Regions from separate parts of the Sparus aurata genome. Here region 1 is linked to region 2. A link is a contact called in public Hi-C data. All regions are on one chromosome and are shown on one strand. The core of a region is the stretch at or near the end of the contact, and the rest is flanking DNA. Distances in the headings are between cores, read along the strand shown.

Evidence for each region. Hi-C and Micro-C count contacts between places; a contact is called where the count stands out from the background.
Region 1: a contact with region 2 is called in a Hi-C map of skeletal muscle, with 16 times the contacts expected there. The contact joins the promoter of LOC115569297 here to the promoter of matr3l1.1 in region 2. A contact is called at or near these places in 2 of 2 Hi-C or Micro-C datasets (skeletal muscle and an unstated tissue).

Annotation. Positions count from the first base shown.
Region 1 is chr18:2,236,665-2,241,679 of fSpaAur1.1, forward strand. It overlaps LOC115569297 (transcription factor COE3), which reads right to left and starts at 1,280. Exons shown (of 13, transcript XM_030397328.1): 1 at 485-1,280. The coding sequence starts at 618.
Region 2 is chr18:1,633,238-1,637,714 of fSpaAur1.1, forward strand. matr3l1.1 (matrin 3-like 1.1) reads right to left here and starts at 2,094. Exons shown (of 21, transcript XM_030395897.1): 1 at 1,908-2,094.

The DNA of each region.
Region 1 (5,015 bases), core at 30-2,529, 600 kb after region 2:
AGTGATTCTTTCTTGGAATCTTTTTTTTTTCCTCTCCAAATGAATTTAACTGATTTCTGAATTAGAACCGAACTTCGGTCATTTTACATGAATTATCAGAGGAAACCCAAAGCGTCCAGAACGCTTCAGTTGATGTTGTGACAGTTTAGGCTCAAAGTTTTCAGTCTTTTCTGTTTCATTCACTTTGCGCTCTCTTCGTCGTCTCTTCGACTTCTATTATTTGTCTCTAACATAAAACGACCCCGGAGCTGTGACTCTGACTCTCAGCCATGTGCTTGGATCTGTTCTAACTTTGGTTCAACTCGCTGTTTTGTCGTCTGTTGCTCTGCAGACTGAACCTTCGTCACTTCTCAGGCGGATCCTGGAGGATGCAAACATGACTTTCACCTTCACGCTGGAGTTTTCTAACGGTGGCACTAATGGACAGGATTGGCAGCGCGCAGCAGAGAGCTTAAAAGTTGCTCGGTTTCGGTGATATTTTTACCTCTGGGCCGCTGTGTTGGCGTCCAAAATCCCTGCGCCCTGCATCCAGGAGCGGACCGGGGTCATGCCGGTGGGGAGCGGCTCCTCCTTCATGGTCAGGGCCCCCCGGGGGAGGCTGTCCTGGATGGAGAACATCAAAGTGTCCTTCTGGGAGCTTTGTCTTCACCAGAAACAAGAAAGAAGAATAATCCTCCCTGTACCAGCCACTCAAAAAAAGCCAACCTGGATTAAGGTGGAGAAAAGAGGAGCGATGAGGAGGAGGAGGAGGAGGAGGAGGAGGAGGAGGGACACACGAGCGCTTCCCCAAAGTACCGGGTCCTGATCCAAAGAAGAGCCCGGGATCCCTCTGGGTTTCTCCGGGGTTGTTTTAGATCCCAGCCCTGGCTCGCAGCTGTCCGGGCGTTAAACCGGCGTCTCTGTGAAGTTAAAAGAGGGCGGAGAGAGGCTCGGAGAGCGGGGAGAGCATCTCAGAGGAGCCCGCAGAGAGAGAGAGAGAGGGAGACAGTGGGATGCAGGAGAATCAGCCGGGATCCGGAGCGCCTGACGCCGGGAGAACGGAGCGCGGAGAGCCGGGGATCAGAGGGAGTGCGAGCAGCCGCGGATTGTGAAGAAATGAAAAGTGGGATAAAAAAACACGCCAGCGCTTCAAAAAGGAGTAAAATGAAATGATTAGCAAACAAGAGGGAGGGACGGACCGTGGAAGGCTGCTGCTCCCGGGGGAACAGGGGGATTGGGCAGCGAGAAATCTCATCCCCCTCCCTCCCCGGCTCTTTATGGCTCCTCTGTCCCGGCGGAGAGCTCCTTCTCCCGGGGTCCGGGGCTCGGCAGCTCCCGTGGGACCGGCGTGGAGCGGGAGGGGGCGGGGACAGCACCAAATAAGGGCAGCTCATTCGGATATTGGTCGCACCTCTGGCTTCTGATTGGTGGTAGTGGCGCGTTGCGTCATTGTTTTTTCAAAACGGACTCCAAATAAGGGTTTCCGCGTGTTCGGCCGTGCGCACTGTAAAAAATGAGGTTTGAATGTTTCAAGATTGTGCGAAAAGACTTCATGACGGAGACTCTTCAGACATGTGAACACACAGACTGACATGTTGACCCGCACACAGTCACAGGTCACTTTCTGATTTTTACGCATCATTTAACTCTGATTCTTGTTTCTGCAAACTCACATTATGTCTCGACTCTATAATATCTGTAGTTTTAACTTTCCAATCCGTCATTAAATGAGTTGTTAAGGTTTAGACAGAAGCTTGAACCTCCTTCACCCAAACCTTCCGCGTCTCTTTCCCGCTCCAGATTTATTTCAGCGGGTACGAGACTGTAATACTGAACCTCATCAGTAACACAAATCTGTATTCACTTCCTCAAACCTCACAGACTTCTTCAGATTTGGGGGGATTAACTGGTTTCATGTGGAATAATCTCCTCTGTCATCCCGCGTTCGGGCTGACTGACACGGGAGGCGCGCAAATTTGGCACCAATTTGCGCTTTTTTACGCACGGACATATGGCACTCTCTCTCTCTCACACACACACACACGCGCGCGCGCGCGCGCGCAGACACACACACACACAAACATACACATACACACAGACACACGCACCAGGAGGGAAAGCCTCTAATAAGCTGTGTTTCAGTCAGTGTTTTATTTCACTGCTGTCTTTGTCTTTAGTTTTAGAGTTTAAAGGGAGCAGGCCGCAGCGATCCATAATAATTGCAAGTCCGTAATAATAATAATAACTAATATTAATAATTATTATTATTATTCTCTGATCATCCCTCTTGATGTTTTGGGGGCTTTGACATCTCCAGCAGTCATTTTTTTGTTCATTTTCGTGGCAGGAGCAGAATTCCTCTAATTAAGCACAAACTCCAGAGCAGCGCTGATTAAATATTTATCCTCCTTTAGCCCGCTGCCTCCTCCAGGGACACAGAAACGTCTGGAAAGCCTGGAAAAATATTTCTGTGTGCGCGGAGAGAAAAAGTCAATGAGACGCTGCAAACATGTTGGTGATGAAGAAGAGGAGGATGGAGAAGAAGAAGAAGAAAAAGAAGAAGAGGGTCCGGATTAGAAACCAGGCGGCAACAGGCTCGTCTCACCGCCCGGCTCTGATATAATATACATTATTAATAATATGATTTCATCGTTTTAATCATTATAATTATGTGTCTTCAGTAAAAACATTTCTGATAATTAATGTTACACTTTTATCATTTCAGTAAAATTCCACAAATAAAAATCATCATCGTCACATTTTAATAATTGTCACAGAGGCCTGATGGAGCAGATTCTCACAATGTGTGTGTTCCCCTCTCTAATACATTTAATCTGATTTTATTTTATTTATTGTGTTGATTCTCCTCATTCTGCTTCTTCTTGTGATTTTAGGTTTGGATCATGATGGCGTGACAAACCTCCTCCAGAACACTGCCATCACAGAGCTCTCCTGTAAGATTCCCCTCGGAAACTCCACAAGAACTCAAGACGGCATGACAGAGCATGAAGACACACGATCACAGGAGCCTCAAACCACTTCTGGATCCTCTCAGAACCCTCATCTAGACCTCCTGGAGTACCGTAAGAATTACCCCAAAGTACCTGGGGGGACTATCATGATCACCCATGAGATCTCTCTTAAAAATCTCCAGGACCTTTATTCAAGCCCCTGCAACCAATTAAAGAACCCTCAGAGCTCCCTGATCCACATGACCAGAACCTCCTTTAGAAGCCTGTAAATGTAGAGAACCTCCCACGGAACACTGACCCCCTGGGAATCCTTTAAGACACCCTGGTTCTTCTTAAGATGCTCTGAAATCCCCCTAAAAAGCCTCGATACCTGCGAACATCCCTGGACTCCCTTCTCAGTAATACAGAAACCCTTCTGGAAATTCTTTGACAACTCCAGGACCTTCAATCTCCAAACCTCCATCAACTTTTCTGGATCCCAAGGTCCCTTGAAATTCCTCAGAACCTTAATAAGAACATCTTAAATCCTCTTCATATTCCTTAGAATCCCCCAGAACCCGTTGGAACCTGTATTGGAGCATTTTTCGAACACATTAACCCCCTCTGGATATTCTTTAACAGCACCAGGACTTTAATGTCCGTGGATCCAAAGATATGGCTTGCTGGACCTCCTTCAGATTCTCTCGAACTACTTGAATATTACAGAACAGAATATTACAGCCTCCTCCAAGAACCCCTGGAACCGCCTCATGTATTCGTGGATGTCTAGAACCCCCTCGAACCACCCTTGAAGTCTCTGCAGGTTAAACATGCGCTGCCAGGCTAGTTCGTAATAGAACCACGGCAGAGCATTTTTTTAACACTATTAGTTATTTGCATTAAATATTTTAAATACACAGAAATGTTAATGTTTTCTTTAGTATTTATTGGTTAAGTGGTTGTCGCTCCTAATCTCGTTCTCTAATCTTAGAAGAACGTTGTGAAAAGGCTCTTTGGGTCGTCGTGCTTAGAAACATCAGGAACACACTCAAAGCAGCAGGATTAGAGGATCACCTGAAGGACCACACCACATGAAGGGCTCTTAATTTAGATTTACATGTTTTTAAAATAGATTTCCGACTTTAAAGTAATGACTATATTAATCGAGCCGCTCTCATAATGAACAGGAGAACCTGTCATGTGTGAAACACAGATGGCACTTTGTTCTGTTCCTCTGCTGCTGGAAATAAATCCAGCAGCAGTTTGAAGATCAGCTGCAGTCTGAGAGCTGAGTGTGAAGGGACAGGGCGCCACACAGTGGACCACAGCCAGTACTGCTCGTCAGACACCGTCAGTGGACGGAGACGGTTCACTGAGATTTCTGAAGAATTTACAACCACGGACACACAGGCTGTGATAACAGTACCCTTATAGAAGAATCCTAATAATGCAAAAGAGATTGTTACAAATCAGCCCAGCTACAAATATGAATATATATTTTAATCAGTCTTGAAGAAAATTAATTCGATTAAATGTACAACTTGAGCGAATGACAACTTCTGTTCTTACAGCCAGAAAAACACAAATGAAACGAAGCAAATAAAAAACAGAAAGAGTGAAAGAAAGACACAAGGAAAAATATCGTGTTATTAATAATGTCTAATATTTAGACTAGAATTTAATCTCATTATCAAAATACACAATTAAAACACAAAAACAGGTTCGAAAAAAGAACAAGAAAAAAGAAAGGGAAAAAAATCATTCGGACACAGTTTTTATTAAACTGTGGGTGAGATTCAAGTTGAGCCCGTTCAGTATAAATGTATGTGTGACAGTAAAGTGCAGCTGACGAGTGTTTTCATAATTGATTAAGCTGCTGATTTGCTTTGTCTAATAAGAGATTGTTTGTAAGCCATATTCTTTCAAAACATCATTAAAGACGATGTCATCGTCCTGTTCGTTTGTGACGGACTTAAATCCCACAGCCCGACATTTTCTCCTGCTTTAAGTCTTAAATTCTGACAAATCAGTGAGCCGGCGTTCTTCTTAGAAACCCAGTCCTCCGGGTCTATATGTTAAACCAAC
Region 2 (4,477 bases), core at 844-3,343:
TAGTGATTATTATAGGCTTCTAACTAACTTCTTAGTAAAGTCGTGGCGAGACAATTAACTAATCAATTACACCGTTACGATAAACATGTAAGTGCACAAAATTCATAGAATTATGTTATGTGTTAACCATAGAGTCTATGGTTAAACGTACGTGTTTTTTAAGCTTTTATTTTTGTGATTACCTAACTTCCGCGTGAGACTTCCGGTATGGATTGGATAAATAGCGGCTTTTATTTTGGTTTTATTTTGGTGATCAACCAACTTCCGGTTGGGACTTCCGGTATGGCCATCTTGACTGCAGATGGGTACTCTTGCATAAAAGCCGAAGCTCGCCAATTCTCCGCCGATGGTGATTCACACAGAGCGAAGCATCTCCGCCTTAAAGACGAAAAGCCGTGAATTCACACAGGAAGCCGGCGCCGTGGCTCCTTAAGAGGCGTGACGTTACATGTCTCGGTGATGATGTTCAAGGTTAGGGACTGTTTTATGGGGGGAAGTTCACTGAAGTCTCGACTGGAGGGCTGACCGTGATTTATTTTCATCACAAACACTCGGTGAATAAAAGTTTTTTACCGGTGACAGACGCTGTTTTTTGGGCAGAAATGTGATGAAGAGTCAGTAGGACTGCCGGGAGGACAGAAGCTTCTCCACGTATATCTGCGGTATTTTTTTCCTCATATAAGTTGCCAAAGACGGTTACAGTTACTGTATTACTTTTGTTTGGTCATGTGACGTTGCTTTGTGGGACATTTCTCTGTATTAAGGACCCCTGTAGTTAAAGACGGTCCGATCGACACGCCCAGGATACACGAAGCCGGCTTATCCGTTCACACTGGTTCGGTTCTCCAATAATACGGCCCTGATACTAGGTTACCTCCAGAGGCGGCTCAGCGCCGGAGCTAAATTTCACCCCTCGCCGACTCCGAGAGATTCACACTGAGATGGAGGCGGGGAATTGGCATACTAAAGCCGCACCAAAAAGCCAGTGTGAATGGGGGTACTGCTATCTTACAACTGGACACACCAAACTTCCCCTCAGGGATGAACGCCCCCTTTTCAGATATCTCCTATCACTGCGCAGAGGAGGCCGGACTATGAAAATGAATCTGAACAGCCTGTAGGAGTGCCGTTTTACCAGTGGGTGGGCTGCAGAGACCATGAAGGAATCGCTTGTTTTCCTCATTCTGGGAGTTGGCAGGCTCAGGGAGGACCAGTTTATGTATGTAGTGACCAGAGAAAACTTCTTTTTCATAATATGGGACCTTTAAGGTAAAACAATGACATAATGTTGCTATAACTATTATATACGTTCTATATGTATGTGTACCTGTGCTGCTGTAACACATGAATTTCCTGCTCTTGGATCAACGATGGATTATCTTATCTGATCTGATCTGATCTGATCAATAATAAGTCAATAATACCAAACACTCTGTTGTCAGAGTCCCTACCGTGTGGATCTTCTTTGATTTAATGTATATCACTGTACATTCATCATGCTTAGGACTGAAAATGTTGTCATCTCCCAGCTGTTTGTGACGATCACAGTGAACCTGAGGCAGAAGAGTCAGTGTGGTTTTGAACCTCTGCAGAACCGTACCGGCAGACAGGTCAGTTACAGCGGAACATGAAGAATCATCAGAACACGAAACACAGAACATTCAGAGATCTTCAGTCACTAACGTGTGGTTATAACCGTTTATAAGCTAATGCTACTGAACATATGAAGCTAAAGTGGTGAATGACATGTTGGTCAGCGTCCGGTTGAGTCTCAGAGCTTCTGTGTGGATTCAGTCTCCATCACCTGTATGAGACCAGACGTTGTTTCAACATGCTAACAGCGTTAGCTTTCCGAGCGTCAACACAGTTATCTTACGACAGAGAGATGAGCTGAGCAGCGAGCTTACCTCCAGAGAAACACCGGACTCCTTAACACAGCACCGAGTCGTTCATTAAGACAGGAAGCAACAAGGGACGACTTTGTTTCAACTGCAGACAGATGCAGAAAAAGGAGCTAACAACTAACAGTTGGCTAACTGACTGTCTGACTCTCCGAGGGATTCTTCCTCTTCTACGATAATGACGGTCTTCAAACCAAACTAGGCTGAACCATCGACCCCTGCTGTTCTGGAGGACTCCCTGCGATTAAAAATTATACAATTGAAAAATGACAAATGTTAATGGAAAAAAAAAACAATGAAATAAAACCATACAATTAATTAATTAGAAGAAACAAAATAAAAAATTAATAAATAAGATACATAAAATTTGAATAAATCAAGGTTTATATTTAAGTCTATCTAACCCTGCTGCAGACAGTTGCTTGAGATAGTAAAGTTGAATTGAACTGAAATAAAAACATTTAAAGCGAAGCTCTCGCCAAAAAGCAACCGAGGCTTTATTTGGGATTGAATATGAGTCAAACCTTCGTATAAAAGCATAATTACGACGAAAGAGGCACTTTTAAGATTTACCGTAGTTTCGGTTTTGGGCACGTTAATTTTGAACGGCAGAGCTTGGGGCATGACACGCTAGCATCAAAATCGCTATTTTTAGAACACTAAGAACGCTCGACACAACATAAAACTTTGCTCGTAGCATCACCAGGGTCTCTACTCATGAACAAGAGCATTGAGAACATTGTTTGTGTACACAGAGTGTATGAAAAAGAAGGTATTTGAACTACTCACGTTAGCTGCTGCATCTCCTGCGTGTCCCCGTCATGGCAGGCAAAAAGTGTTGATCCCCGAGTGCGACCTGACAGGCAGGAGAGTATGAACCGCTCCTCAAGCGTGCAAAGAGCAAAGTTTCATGTTGTGTCGAGCCTTCTTAGTGTTCTAAAAATAGCGATTTTGATGCTAGTGTCATGCTCAGCTCTCCCGTTCAAAATTAACGTGCCCAAAACCGAAACTACGGTAAATCTTAAAAGTGCCTCTTTCGCCGTGATAATGCTTTCACACGAAGGTTTGACTCATATTCAATCACAAATAAAGCCTTGGTTGCTTTTTGGCGAGAGTTTCGCTTTAACTTTACATACTTGTGTGGTAGACATATATATATATATATATATATATATATATATATATATATATATATATATATATATATATATATATATATAGTTATAGTTATATATATATATATATATATAGTATATATATATATATATATATATATATATATATATATATATATATATATATATATATATATATATATATATATATAAAAAAAATATCATGCATCAAAAATCTAAATCCAAACGTTTTCTCTCAGAGTGCGTTTACATGACACTCAAGAGAAATTATCAGAGAGGTCTGAATGTCTAATGTCATATGATGTTTTGACCGCAAGGAGGCGCCATAGGACCAGTTTTCAAACCAAACACCGTCCAAAGTGTTGCAGACACACTGAGCTTCATCATCTCCTTCATCAGCTAGTCATTCAAACCTGCAGAGAGAAAACTACCAGCAGGACACATCCAGCACGGCTGCTTCACTCCTGAAGGTTTCACAGAACACAACTTTATAATAATAAAATGTTTGTTTAAAATCTATTTTCATGTATAAAATGACTTTTATATTTCGCTGTCTTGCCTCTAGACCAAAACCAAAGCTTTCAGCAGCAACAGTCGGTATTATTATATCTAACACTGTATTATAATCTCAGATGGTCTTCATGTTCACTTTATTGTGTGTTATTTTATTATTTAATATAAAAAATGAACAAAGATTGCTTGATATGACTTTTGAACAATGCGATTCTGTTTTTTTTATTATGATTAGATGAAAATAAGAAGTTCATCCATCAGGTCAAAATAAATCATTATCTGCAAATATAGCTGGTGATCTCATGTCACCGTCCACTGAGCAGCTGTTCTGGAGCTTTCTGTGCTGTCACCTGGACTTCATCATGACATTTTAGGGTCGTCTCATCCACGTTGGCTTTAAATCCTCCATGACATTCTTCAGAAATACACTCAGATAAAACACAGGATGAATTTAACAATGAGAAGAACAAATGAGGAGACATATAGAAATATAAAGTAACAAATCACATGTGACTGAAACAACATTTCTCTTTCACTGTCAGGTGTCTCGTCCTTTTTCCGTCCTGCACTCAAACCTCAGGAGGTAGGTGGTGCTGGTGGTGATGAAGCAGCAGGCGGCGCCACAGACCACACGGTGAACAGATCAGCAGCCGTCTGTTTCACTCTGATGAGTTTGTGGAAATAAAGATGATAAAATACAGCTGATGGTATTTTACATCAATTTCTGCTCAGTCTGAAACAATTCAACATGTTTTTATTGTTGAAAAGATAATCTATTCTGTATTTGTTGAATACAACAACAGGCGCTCTGATAAAAACACATTTTACAGCTCAGCCAGTTTTCAGCCTCATTTAAATAAAATTACAAAAATAAAACATTATTCAAATAAAAACTGTGCTTGTGTTTTAGGGAAATACGAGTTACAT